Regions from separate parts of the Mus musculus genome. Here region 2 is linked to region 1. The links are chromatin contacts, called in public Hi-C maps. All regions are on one chromosome and are shown on one strand. The core of a region is the stretch at or near the end of the contact, and the rest is flanking DNA. Distances in the headings are between cores, read along the strand shown.

Region 1 (6,706 bases), core at 1,299-3,798:
CCCCTGTCACTGGAATCTTCTCCAAGTCATAGAGAACACATAAAGACAGAGCTTCCCGCTGCAAAAGAAAGTAGAAAATACCAGAGCCAGGCATGTGAGGTGGGCGCTGCAAAGCCTTTGCATCTCTGGATGAGTGATGTGAAACTGGAAAATAGAAATCCCGGGTCTTCACGGAGCCGAAAGTGGCATATGGCCACTGGGATGAAATATAAGATACATTTTTTAAAAGTTACCATTATTTTCATGTAAACACACTACAATAAAGTAAAATTTTAAAATGATGCAGAATAAAATATTAAATAATAGCATAGAAGTCGTGGAAATTGAAATTGTCCAGTTGGCAGCCAAATGCTCAGTAGGTTCTAAATAAATAAAAATAATTTTCTTGGAATAGAAAAAAAAATAAGGCTCAAATGTATGTAAAATTTTAAAGTGAACAATAATATAATGAATTTTAAAATAGAGAGGGGAAAGTGAAATTCAAAAGTGAGTGAGTGGGGTGCTTGATACAGCTTAGTGGGTAGAAAGGCTTTGCAGGCAAGCCTGAGAACACGAGTTCGATTCCCGGTCCGGGTGCCCACATAGTAGAAGGTGAGAACTGGTCCCTACAGGTTGCCCTCTGTCCTTCTCACATGCACGAGTCATATACACACATGCAATGAATGAATAAATGTGATTTTAAAAGATTAAAAATGAGCAAATAAAAATAAAATGCACATGGGCCTAGGCCGATGGTTCGGACGGTAAACCGTTTCCTCCTAAGCATGAAGACCCAGATTTGATCCCCAGCACCCACATCAAATCAAAGCTGAGCATGGGGCCTGAAGAAAGGGCTCTGAGGTTAGAGAGCCTGCTGCTCTTCCAGAGGACCTGAGTTCAGTTCCCAAAACCCACGCCAGAGGCCTCACTACCGCCTGTAACTCCGGCTTCAGTGGATCCAAGGCTGCCTTCTGGCATCTGTGGACACTATGAGAGACACAAGAGAGACACTCGAAAGTAAAAAAAAGAAACCTTAAAAATAAAAATAAAACGGGTATTACTCTATGCACCTGTGATTCCAGTGCATTGCACAAGGAGAGGGGTGTAGCCTGCAGCTCACTGGCCGGCCATTCTGATCAGTAGAGTCAGGGAGACCCTGGATCCAGGGAAGAGCTTATATCTAAACACAAGGGAAGCAGCCAGGCATACTGGTTTACGCCTGTAACCCCAGCACTTGGGAAGCACCTGCAGGCAGATCTCTGAATTCTAGACCAGCCTGCTTCATACAGCAAGTTCCAAGCCAGCCAAAGCTCCATAGCAAGACCCCGTGTTAAAACACAAAAACAAATAAACACAACAACAACAAAACCTAAAACAAAAACAAAAAAATCAAGGTAAGCAACTCTTGAGGTGTAGGTGTGACAGGACACCTGGGGTTGTCCTCTGACTTTCACGTGTGCAATCACACAAATGCACAATTCAAGGGAGCTGAACTATAGATGCAGTCAGCCTAGGTACCTGCTGATGGATGAATGGATAGAGAGTGTCACACACACACAACATACACTCACTCATGCACACTCACATATACATACAACATACATTCGCTCATTCACATACTCACACAACACATACACACACAACACACACACACACGCACGTGCACACACACACACACACATACACACACACACAAATACTGCTTTTTTTAAAGACAGCTTCCTCTGTGGCCTAGGCTGGCTTCAAATGCCTCCTCCTCTTCCTCCTCCTCCTCTTCCTCCTCCTCTTCTTCCCCCTCTTCCTCTTCCTCTTCCTCCTCTTCCTCTTCCTCCTCCTCCTCTTCCTCCTCCTCCTCCTTCTTCTCCTCCTCCTCCTTCTCTTCCTCCCTGTCCCCTGATGCCAGGATTTCAGGTTAGGATCACCATGTTTGGCCTAAAACTTTAAGTTTTGTTTTGTTTTGTTTTGTTTTGTTTTGTTTTGTTTTGTTTTGTTTTGTTTTTTTCTTTCATCGGCCCTCTAGTGTGCAGCTGCCCTAGCAGGAAGAAGGGTGGCAGGAAGGGGTGGCTCTGTGACAGCCTGGCCTCCGAAAGTGGCGGCTTCTCAGTGGTTTTAAAGGTCACTTGCTGACCTGACCGTTGCTGAGACTGAGGAAACACACACAGGAAGTGTTATGCAAGTGAGCAGAGAGACTCACAGGCTCCTGCCAGGAGGTCTGAGCCGATGCTTCGTGCTTTGTGCCACCCTGTACAGGTTCCCACCTCAGGAGCCCTCCAGTACCACAGCTGTGGCCACAGCCTGGCCGGATGACAGACAGTCCTGTGTGTGTCCCCCCCCACACTGAGCTGACAGCTGAGGACTGGACAGGATGGCACCAGTCTCCACCAGCTAGGGACTTTTCAGAGCAGGTATCATGAGAGCTACTAGAGGACTTGTGACTTTTGTCCCACAGTCAAACTTCAGGATTGCACAAACCACCAGCCTGGAGTGACCTTGCCTTGTGGGGAAGCAAGAGGAGCCCAGGCTCCCACGCAGACAGTAAGTCCACAAGGGTACAGAGTACCAGCGCTCTGAGAGCTTAAAATACACCCACAGGAGGAGTGAGGCCGGCTGGCTGCTCACCTTGGATCTGCACAGCACAGAACAAAGGGAGCCCTGCCTTCGTGACAGACAAATCCAACCCCAAAGTCCCTTTTCACACACATAGCCCTCATTGGCCAATGGCTCTTTGGCCTTCCCCTCTTCTTCCTCTTCCTCCTCCTCTTCCCCCTCCTTTTCCTCCAGGCTGACAAGCAGACAGACCCAAGGTCACCCCATGTCTATACTAGCCTGACAGCCAGATGGCCTCCTTCATCACCCAGCCTTCTCTGCAGGCTACATCCCAGATAGGCTGGGAGCTGACCCAGCATCTTAGAAAATTCGAAAATTTACCCTTTCCTCTCCCTACCCCCACCCCGCCGCCAGCAAACCCAGGTCACTCCAGTTCTAATCTCCTACTCGCTTCTGCTGAGTCTGCACTGGTTTGGGACTAGATGGACCAAGCCCTGAGCTCTTTCTGCAATATTCCACATTTGACCACAGTAGGTCACCATGTGCTATAGAGGTGGCAGGGCCTAGCCTGGTTTCTATATCATTAAAAAGAGTTGCAGATGCCTTCCACTGGCTTTTGGTAACTCATCCAAAATCAGGAAACAGGAAGAAAACTGAGCTCCTGGAACTGTGGCCCCTCCCTCTCTTCCACCTGGATTATATGTTTCCTGTTCGTACATAGAAACTTCCAGAATGGTCAACATGGTGATGGGTGAGCCGGGCGTGGTGGCGCACGCCTTTAATCCCAGCACTTGGGAGGCAGAGGCAGGCGGATTTCTGAGTTCCAGGCCAGCCTGGTCTACAAAGTTAGTTCCAGGACAGCCAGGGCTATACAGAGAAACCCTGTCTCGAAAAACCAAAAAAAAACCAAAAAACAAAAAAAGATGGTGATGGGTGATGGGAACCGGTTTGACCATCAGCAAAGCTGGAGTGGTATTGGATGGGACGGTTTCAAAGTCACCAGGCTGACCTCAGAGCATCAAAGTGTGATCTTTTGACAGTGCAGGCTGATACTTTGCAGATAGTGCACGGTGGGCACGCTTTGTGAAAGTACTCTAGCCAGCATACTCCTGCTAAGTCAGCCAGGACACTACATGAGAAAGACGTAGCCCAAGGCCAGCACGCAGCTGCTGTGTGAGGACAGGAGTGACAGGGTACCATTCTGGGCATCTAAATATAATAGGCAATAAGCTTGAGTCACTCAGACTTAGACTTTATGAGCCAGCCATGCTTTGATGGCATACCAGGTCACAAACAGTTCTCTTCCTTGGGCTACACAGGCCCATCCTCTTGTTAGGTCCTCTCACACTCCCTCTTCCATCACATAAAACAGGATGATAAACCTGAACCATGATGACTAGAGATAGCAGATAGCAGCTACCTGAAGGAGACCCTGGACCAGGGCAGATATAACTATGGTGGCCTCAAGCCAAAAAATCACTCACAGAGCCAGACAGAGCCAGCTCTCCTCACTGTCACATGAAGAGAGAGAGACAGGCTCAAGACTTCTTTTTCTACTTGAAGCCTGGTTAGGCTTAGAGTTTAGCATAGCCACAGTGTCCTCTTGAGGCAGTGCACACTAGAGAAAGATTATTATCCCCTGGACAGGACAACATTCAAGGTGTAGGAATGATCAGACATTCACAGATATACACACACCACAGAGACAGAGAGATAGATACATATACACACAGACACACACACCACACTGATAGACACACATACACCACACATGCACACACAGATAGATACACACATAAAAATACACGCAGACATACACAGATAACCACACATAGAGATACAGACATTCACAGACACACACAGAGAGAGATAATCACACACACATACATAGATAGATACACAGACACTACAGAGAGACACACAGAAATCAACACATATAGAGAGATGCACACACATAGACACACAGAGATATACACACAGAGATGCACACAGAGAAATATACACACAGAAACACACACACAGAGAGAGAGAGAGAGACAGAGAGACCAGTTTCTAGCATCTACTTTCTAATTAAATGTAACAAACCACCAGCTAATTCATGCCATCAACTAACACGGACAATGTGGGTGGAGCCGCCCTGGGGTGTTAAAGCCTTGGACTTCAAGGCTCTTCGTGGTTGGCAGCCTCTCCACTCCTAGGACAGCTACAGGTCCTTAACAAAATGTCATGTCTGGGTCATCTACCCGGTCATATTGACTCACCAGTCAAACACTTCCTTTCTATTGTGTGGGACTCAGACATACTAGGGTTGAATGTAGTCCTTCAAGCATCATAGACTGGAAAGTTAACCTCCAGTTTCACACGCTCATGGTGCAGAGGTGGGGACTCCAGGAGGCTGTTAGGGCAGGTGGGAGTAGGAATCCTAGGATGGTATGTGTGGCTCTTAAGGAAGAGGAAGAGAGACCCAGACTAGCACATTTGTTAGTCTGTCTTACCATGTGCTGACTTCTGTCAGGTGACTGGAGAGATGGCTCCGTGGTTAGAAGTATTTGTGGCTCTTCTAGGGAACCCTAGCTCTGTTCCCAGTATTGATGCCAGGTGACTCAGAGTGCTTGTAACACCAGCTCTAGGGAATCTCACTCCTTTTCTTGGGTTCCAAGGGTACCTGAACACATACACATACAAATACACACTTACATAAACACATAAAAACTAGTAACAAAAAGAAAACTTTTAAAGTACTTTTATTTGTTTTAAACATTGTTACTCTTTTATTTATTTTGAAACAAAAAGTTGCAAAACACACACACACACACACACACACACACACACACACAAATTAGCCAAACCCAAAGTCTAAACAACTTAACCAACTTCTGCACAGCTAGAGTATATTTATATATTTTTAATAGTTTACTTAGCGTTATTTTATGTTCATTGGTGTGAGGGTGGAACTGAAGTTACAGACCATTGTGAGCTGCCATGTGAGTGCTGAGAATTGAACTCGGGTCCTTTGGAAAAAGAGACACTGAGCCGTCTTTCTAGCCCCATATTTTTATATTCTGAAGCTAAATAAACAAAGGTGTAAAAGGATGCCCACCCAGGGCCTGGCACGGGCTAAATATTGCAGATCTAATCTCTTACCTGCAATTCTGAATCCAGATATCCCCTGAACGCTGAAACTCTCTCTTTTTGGCTGTATTAATTGTGGTGACATTGCTGTGACAATAACTGACTGAAACTTGGTAGGGAAGATGGACTTGGGCTCAGAGTTTCAGCCCATCATGGCAGAATAGCTCACTGCAGCGAGAACACACCATGGAGTCTTTTCAGATCATAGCAGACCCCAAAGCAGACAGACCTGAGCGAGGAGCGAGAAGCGACTCCAAATGCCTGCTCCTGGATGTAAGAGAGGGCACATAAACATATCTGTGTAGGGGCTGCCTTAGGAAGAAGCATTGGAGTCGCTGTTGCCTGCAGAAGGAGAGAAGGGACTGCGATGGACGCAGAAGGAAACTGAGGCTGCCTGGCACACTTCTCATGTACAGTGGAATGCTCCCACCACATGTTAAACACATTGTAAGATTATCAAGTAAAGGGTTAATAAATGTTTAACTCCCATCACGATGGGAGGAGCTGAGCCTGGTGGCACAGGCCTTGATCCCAACACTTGAAAGGTGGAGGCAAGAGGGTTAGGAGTTCAGGGTCAGCCTCGGCTATGAGTTGAAGGCTAGCCTGGGCCAACTGACCTTGTGAAAAGAGAGGAGTGGAGGAGGGGATGGAGACAGGGAGACAAAGAGGGACAGAGAGACAGAGAGCAGAAAAAGAAAGGGAGAAAGGGAGGAAAGTGGTGAGCGACAGAAGGAAGAAAGGAAGATTCACCGTATTTGTGTCAAGAGTCCCTGAAAATTCAAATCTCTGTACCATTAACGGGAATCTAAATGGTGCAGACCCTGTGCAAAACAGTACGGAGTGTCTTCCAAAAGTTCAACAGAGAGAGATGGCTCAGCAGGGAAGAGCTGCTGCTCTTGAAGGAGACCAAAGTTCAATTCCTGGCACCTACTTAGTGGCTCGCAACTGTCTCTAACTCCAGTTCCAAGCAATCCCACCCCATCTCATGACTACTGAGAGCATGACACACATGTGGCACATAGATACGTATGCAGTCAAAACATCCACA
Region 2 (6,706 bases), core at 2,244-4,743, 280 kb after region 1:
GTCACATGCTGGTGCACTCTGGCGAGAGGCCTTACAAGTGTACAGTGTGTGGCCAGTCTTTCACCACCAATGGGAACATGCACAGGTGGGTGTTGTTCCTTGCTTGGGTGGCTGACTGCACCATTGAGCCATTAGTAGACTTGCCTAAAAGCTTCAGAGGGTTTTTGTTGAGTGTTTGTTTGTTTGTTTGTTTTTTCTATTTCCCATAGAGAAAAATCTGAGATGATTGTATTCACTTACTCGCACCATCTCAGGGTATCAGAGGCATTGCCTAGGCTAAACCTTGGCCCTTGAGTTCTTTGGGGTGGAACAATCTTATTTCTTTCCCCTGTGCCACTACGAGTTTTCCTTTGTTAGAGAGGTAGAGGTGGGCAGCTCGTTACAACAAAGCACCCTTAGGACAAGGCAGCATCACAGATACAACTTTTCAGTGTAAACATGTCCCCATATGCCTACCAGATCTGCCACAGATTTTTCTTTGCGGAGTGGGGAATTCTGGAGCCTTTGATAGTTAAGTGGCCTGGTTCTGAAGCTTTAGAAAGGAGATAAAGCAGGGTGTAAGAACATCTAATAAGTGACAGGAGGTGACTTCCGGGAATGATGCGCTCTCAGGAGTGAGACAGGAAATAGAGGCAGGTTTACGCCGAGAAGAGAAGCCATGGGATATGTGTTATGGAGGTAGCATGGGTTTCAATCAGAGCAGAAACAGCTTTTAAATGTTCTCTCGCTCTCTTTCAAACACAAACGTCTTAAGAACATTTTGGGGATGAAGAAGAGACTCAGATTGTCACATTCTCATGGTCAGTGACACAGCAGAATCCAGGTCTCCTCAGGTGTTTGTAAATTTCTGAATCCAGTCCACTTAGTCGGTTTAGGATGAGGATTGGAAAGTATGAATTTAGCAAATAGTTCCCAGCCCATGGTAAGCACTCAGTAAATAGTACCTACTGTTATTGGGTGTCTAAGTAAGGCTGCAATCATTTACCACTGGCGAATCTCTTGTCTAAGCGTCCAGAAGTGAGGTATGCTTCATGAAAGGCCTCCGTATATTATAATTTTATTTATTTTATGTTATGTGTGTAGGTATTTACTTGTGTAGTACAGACCTCAATAGTGTAAAGTGTCCTGCTATACTTCCACCTCTGTTGCCATTGGGTATCAAAGCACGACGAGGACCCTTGCATGTGTTTCTACCTTCTGGTTGTTTCTCTTCATAGCTAGGAATGAAACCCTAGGGACTCGGTCCATCGCTGAGCCCCATGCCAGCACTGTCACTGTCACCTTAACAACTGTTTCCTGCACCCTTTCTAGGCTTCCTTCTTCACCCTCAGAGTTATTTATTATTTAGTAGATTCCTTAAGATTTTCTGTTCCCAAGATTATGGGATTTACTGTAGAGATGGCTCCGTTCTTCTTTCCATTCTAGGCGTCACTAATTTCCTGGGTTATCTCTTGAGGTGCACCAGGAGTATAGTTCTAAATGGAAGTAAAGTGTGTCGACATTATTGTCTTGTTCTGATCATAGGAAGAAAGCATTCACCTTGAAGCCCTACCCCTGCTGCTTGTTGTGGGTCTGATATCTTAAATGAAATTTACCTGCTGAAGGAAGTTCCTAACTATTCCACATCTGCTATGGTTTTTATCAGGGACGTTAGATTTTGTTAATGATCTCTGTGCTTGTTTTCTGTCGTTGTTTTCTGTCATTCAATCCTGTCCTGTGCTATAGGTCGAATGAGCCTCTTGGATACAAGCATTTCTAATGGTGACAGGCTTGGTTGACTGGTATTTTGATAAATGGTTAGGGCTGTGATCATAATAGATGCCAGTGTGTAGTTTTCTTACGCTGTGTGCTTTTCATGTCAGACTTACTATCAGAAAATGAACTGTGGAACATTCTTTTCTCTTTTGGAAAATACTCTGGCAAGTTGATTTTTGTTGTTGCTGATGGTGGTGGGTACTTTGGTTGATTGGTTTGGTTTGGTTTGGTTTTTTTATAAGTTCATTAGTGACCACACCTGAGTTTTTCTCTTTTTTTTTTTGCAGTTTTTTTTTCAGATTAGCAGCCAACCTCTTAGATTTCCTATTGGCTACATTCTTGAAGAATTCTGGCCATTTCATCTCACTAGTCAAAGTATTTGCCACACAGGCTTCCCTTTTAATGATTTTAACTTGTGAGGTCCAAAACTTTAATAACTACACTGTTTTCATTTTTTGTTATTGTTTGTGCTTTTATTTGTTACTTCATGTGTTGGTGAGTGTGTGTACGGCATGAGTTTTATGTGTACCATGTTTGTGGAGGCCAGGAGGAGTTTGGATCCCCGTGTAATTGTAGTCACAGGCCCCGTGAGCCAGTGTATGGATGCTGAGAACTGGACCTGGAGTCCTGCAAGGGCAGCAAGCTCTCTGAACCCAGAGCCATCTCTCTAGCCCTAATTATGGGATTTACTGTAGAGAGGGCTTTGTTCTAGTTCTACTGACGTTTTCCTCTTTATTTTTTTTTCTATTTCCACAGTTTGGGCCTAAGCATCATTTCACCCTTCCTCTCGCTCCAGGCTCTCTTCTTCCTTTTTCAGGTGTTGTCAAGTATGGGATTAGATTGTAGACTTGAAGATATTTTGAATACAGGCAGTAATAACTGCATTTCCATACTTTGGGGCTGGAGGAGTGAAGAGGGGATTCTTGTTGTCTAGAACTGTGTAGGGCAGGCTGGTCTTGAACTCACAGAGATCTGACTGTCTCTGCCTAGGATTAAAGGTGTGTGCCACCATGTCAGGTGGATCCATAAGTTTTGTATACTATATTTTTTTGCCATTTACCTCCATGTATTTTCTAATTTATCTCATGATTTCTTCTTTAATGTATTGGTTATTTAGGAATATGCTGTTTTAGCCCACAAATATGTCTTCCCAGATTTCTCCCTATGACTGATTTAAGGTCATAATGCTACATTTATTTTGTCTTTCCTGCCAAAACTTGTAAATGCTGGGTTAAAAGAATATTTGACTTTTGCTAATCAATCACAAAGTCATTACCACCTTCATTTGTTGGCAGAGCTGTATTTTGGGGGAAAAATGTGAAAATATTCACAAAAATGTGTCAGAGTGGAGTTAGATGTATTTGCATGGGTCGATCTATTCCAGGATCTGAGACTTTGGTGGTGAGCTGGGACCTCTCGTAAGCACAGATCCGAGCTACATTGATCAGGAGCCACAACTGCGCTGGGATGTGTGAGGGATTTAGAACAGGGGTGATACCGAGGTTCTTATGATAAACATGGTTAGAGGAAAGCAGTCAACTGAGAAGCTGTATTTGAGACCAGAGTGCTGTCCTGCATTTCTCCTGGAATGGTTTTCTGTATTTCAGTTGCTGTTGTCATTACATGGACTTAGCAGACTGTTCCATGTAGCATTCCGTTTCTCCGAGGAAGAGAGAGAAGGATACAGTGTCACTGAGGACACTGCCTTCCCCTCCTGCTCTGAAGGCTGTGTGTGTGATGTGCCTCCATGAATACATTGGCCTTGCAGGTGAACTCTGACCTCCCGGCAGTTGCCTGTGAGAGGGGTCTAGGCTCCATTCCAGTTTTTTTTTTTTTTTTTTTTTTTTTTTCCTTTTTGCTAACACCTGGGGTGGGGGTGGGAGGTTGACAAATCTCACAACACAAACTCTAAGGATCCAGAGTTCAGGGTATTCTTAGCAGCTATCCAGGTGCCTTCAATGGAATACTTCTCTCTTCCTTGGTCACTAGCTATTTTGGAATGTGTTGGTTAACCTTGATTTTAAGGCTGCTCAGTCCCTTCTCTGTATGATTGTTACATTAGTAAAATAAACACAGTGAGCTAGCATACTAAATACTAAACTGTTATGGGTAGTCACATCGACAGTTGCTTCGCAGCAACCATAGAGCCTGTATTTCTTAGACTTTGATTACACTGAGTAAATTGACATGGTTTGTTTTGTGTATGGATGTGTGTGGGTCAGTTACTCATTGACTATCCAGTATGCTGTCCAGGACTCTAGGGCTCATGCCATCTTCCTGGCACCTCCCAGGTACTAATACTACGTATGCATAACAGGACGCCCAACATAGTATGCTATCTTAAAACTAAAGGTAGATAGAGTAAAGAAATTATGAGAAAGCTTAGGGAAAAGAGGGATTTTTTTGTTTTGTTTTTTTGTTTGTTTGGTTGGTTGGTTTTTTGAGACAGGGTGTCTGTGTATAGCCCTGGCTGTCCTGGAACTCACTCTGTAGACCAGGCTGGCCTCGAACTCAGAAATCCGCCTGCCTCTGCCTCCCAAGTGCTGGGATTAAAGGTGTGTGTCACCACGCCAGAGGGAAAAGAGTTTTTGAATAAAGTATTATCATATGTTGTTCCTATCCTGTAAGTGCTCATGCTGTTTAGGTTGGAAAATGTGTGTGTGTGTGTGTGTGTGTGTGTGGTGCTTATATTCTTATGGATTTTTACATAAGCTGGTGGAGGCCTGAAATTGTCTGGTACCTTCTTCAGGACCTGACTTGCTCTTTACCTTACTTTTTGACACAGGTCTCCAGGAACCTGGAGCTCACCGATCCAACTAGGCTATCTGGCCCAGCCAGCGAGCTCCAGGGACCTGCCTGTCTCTTCCTCCTCAGTACTGGACCTGCCAGTGTGCGCTGCCAGACTCGGCTCTGTCTGTGGATGCTGGGGATCCAAACTCAGCTCCTATTCTTGTCCAGCAAGCAGTTATCAGCTAGATCTTCTCCCCAGCTCCCTAGAACTACCCTATTCCAAACCTATAGCTTGGTTTGTGAGGAGAATAAGAGTCTCCCGTCAAGTACGGAAAATAATTTACAGAACCCTCACTATGGCTCCAGCTTCTGGCTTTCCCAAATGCTTTATCAGATGCTCTCATGTTGAAAATTTGGATTAAACAGTGCATGCCTTCCAAATCAAACTTGGGAAAGCAAGCCAGAACACACCCTCCAGGTGAGGCGAATGTAGGGGAAAGGGCATCAAGCTCTGGCACTTGCAAAAGCTGTTCCAGAAGCCCTCAGTGGCCGAGCCGTGAAGGAATGGGTGCCTTTAGTGGAGCACTTCTCTCCTTTGGCCACTCGCTGTTTTATGAAGGTCTTGGTTATCCTAGTTTCAAAGGCTGCTCACTCAGTCCCTTCTCTGTATGACTGTTATGTTAGTGAAATAGACACAGTGAGCTAGCGTACTAAACTCTTATGGGTAGTCTCTTGAAAGAGGAGATGGGGACAGACCTTGTATGAAATGTCTATAAAATGACTACTTTTTTTGAAAGATTGTAAAAGTAAAACCCTGCAGACCATAATCGCCTTTGCAGAGAGGGAAACCCAATTCCATTTTGCTCCTCGTGTCCCATACTTTAAGCTATAAAGAATTGCATATATTGATTAGGCTTAAGGAGTTGCTGGAGCCTGATGAGTGCTCTCGAGGCAGCCTTCCTATTTACTCTGAAAAACAGGGATGTATCCTCACTTGACGGTCATAGAACGGGGAAAAGGGAAATCCCAGAGCATCGCCTACTTGCCATGAACTGATGGGATGTGCATTGACCCTGAGGATGCTGATGGATAGGAACAGAGGCTTATGTGTTCCCATTATACTTAAAGAAAACCTGAGCCCCACAGAAATGTGACCACGGGAGCTCTGGATTCAGCATGCTTCTCTCCTATGCTTGAGCGGAGCCTGCCGATGGCTATCTGGAACAGGGGCCAGCACTAATCCAGAAAAGGAGCAGAGGTGAGCCACTGTCTACAGAGGACAACCACTTCTTCACTCTCCATCCCCACCAAGAGGAAGAGCCTCATGAAATTCTCCCACAGTCATATCGAGTTTCTTAGGACACCCTGTAACGAATCCTGAGACTTGCTGCTCTCAAGTGTGGAGGAAACCATGCAAAGGTTCAGCCAGTCCCATCTCCAAATTACCTGTTCACTCTGCCACCATGTTCCTCTGTGGGAAGGAAGGTGTCAGGCAAGAAATTAGTTCCAGGACAAAAACCTGTGGGTCATTCCACCAAGAACAGATTGTAAAGTCTTGTTTCCCTAGAAATATCCCCTGCCTGTTCTTGTTTGTTTGAGATATGGTTTTTCATGGCCACCCAGGCTGGCCCCAAACATCAAGGCTCTTAGTTATCCCTCCACCTTTCCCTCCCAAGTAGCTAGAACTAAGTAAGACACCTGACCTTGACCTTGACATAGTTCTAAAGAAGAAAAAAAAAAAAAAACATTTCAGAAGTCATTTACAATGAAGGAACCTATTTTGAGGAAACAAGATCAGTTAAAAGGGAATTGCTTCAGGAACTGGACACCTTAATACCTTTAATTCCACATAGAAGAGGGCACATCAATAGTTGGGCACGTGGTGTGCACCTCTAAGCCTAGCAGCGGAGTCTAAATCAGAGGATCTCAGAGATGCGTGCGCATCAGCCTAGGCTAAGGAGTGGGACCCTGTCTCAACATAAAACAGACAAAAAGAGAACATACCTGAATATTCTGTTGCTTTATATGTAGTGCTTTACTGAGGTTCCCAAGGATTTCCTGTGGGGCTTTAATTATGTATACACAACAATATTAGCAGCACTGAATATATGTAAATACATACCATCACACACACATATGTGTGTGCGGTGTGTGTATATGTATTATAATATATACACACACACACACACATATAAAATGTGTTGAGTATTTGAGTGTTAGT

Evidence for each region. A called contact is a pair of places that touch in the nucleus more often than the background predicts.
Region 2: a Hi-C map of liver shows a contact between it and region 1, with 2.8 times the contacts expected there. The contact joins two enhancer-like sites. A contact is called at or near these places in 3 of 484 Hi-C or Micro-C datasets (cerebral cortex, liver and nephron progenitors), 2 of 115 datasets of contacts at active chromatin or transcription factors (embryonic stem cells and pancreatic cancer cells) and 1 of 9 other capture datasets (embryonic stem cells).

What each region holds. Positions count from the first base shown.
Region 1 is chr13:37,617,828-37,624,533 of GRCm38.p6, forward strand. It overlaps Gm40915 (a long non-coding RNA gene), which reads right to left. Exons shown (of 4, transcript XR_873251.2): 3 at 5,022-5,191; 4 at 1-58. Among named protein-coding and RNA genes, the nearest start is that of Gm40915, 6.4 kb to the right of the region's middle. Within about 2 kb of position 2,549, at least 179 of the 459 cell types and tissues checked have an H3K27ac peak or open chromatin away from gene starts, as enhancers often do. A contact at or near this core is called in liver, where this site is marked.
Region 2 is chr13:37,899,703-37,906,408 of GRCm38.p6, forward strand. Rreb1 (ras responsive element binding protein 1) reads left to right here. Exons shown (of 12, transcript NM_001177869.1): 5 at 1-85. Among named protein-coding and RNA genes, the nearest start is that of Rreb1, 14 kb to the left of the region's middle. Within about 2 kb of position 3,494, at least 8 of the 459 cell types and tissues checked have an H3K27ac peak or open chromatin away from gene starts, as enhancers often do. A contact at or near this core is called in liver, where this site is marked.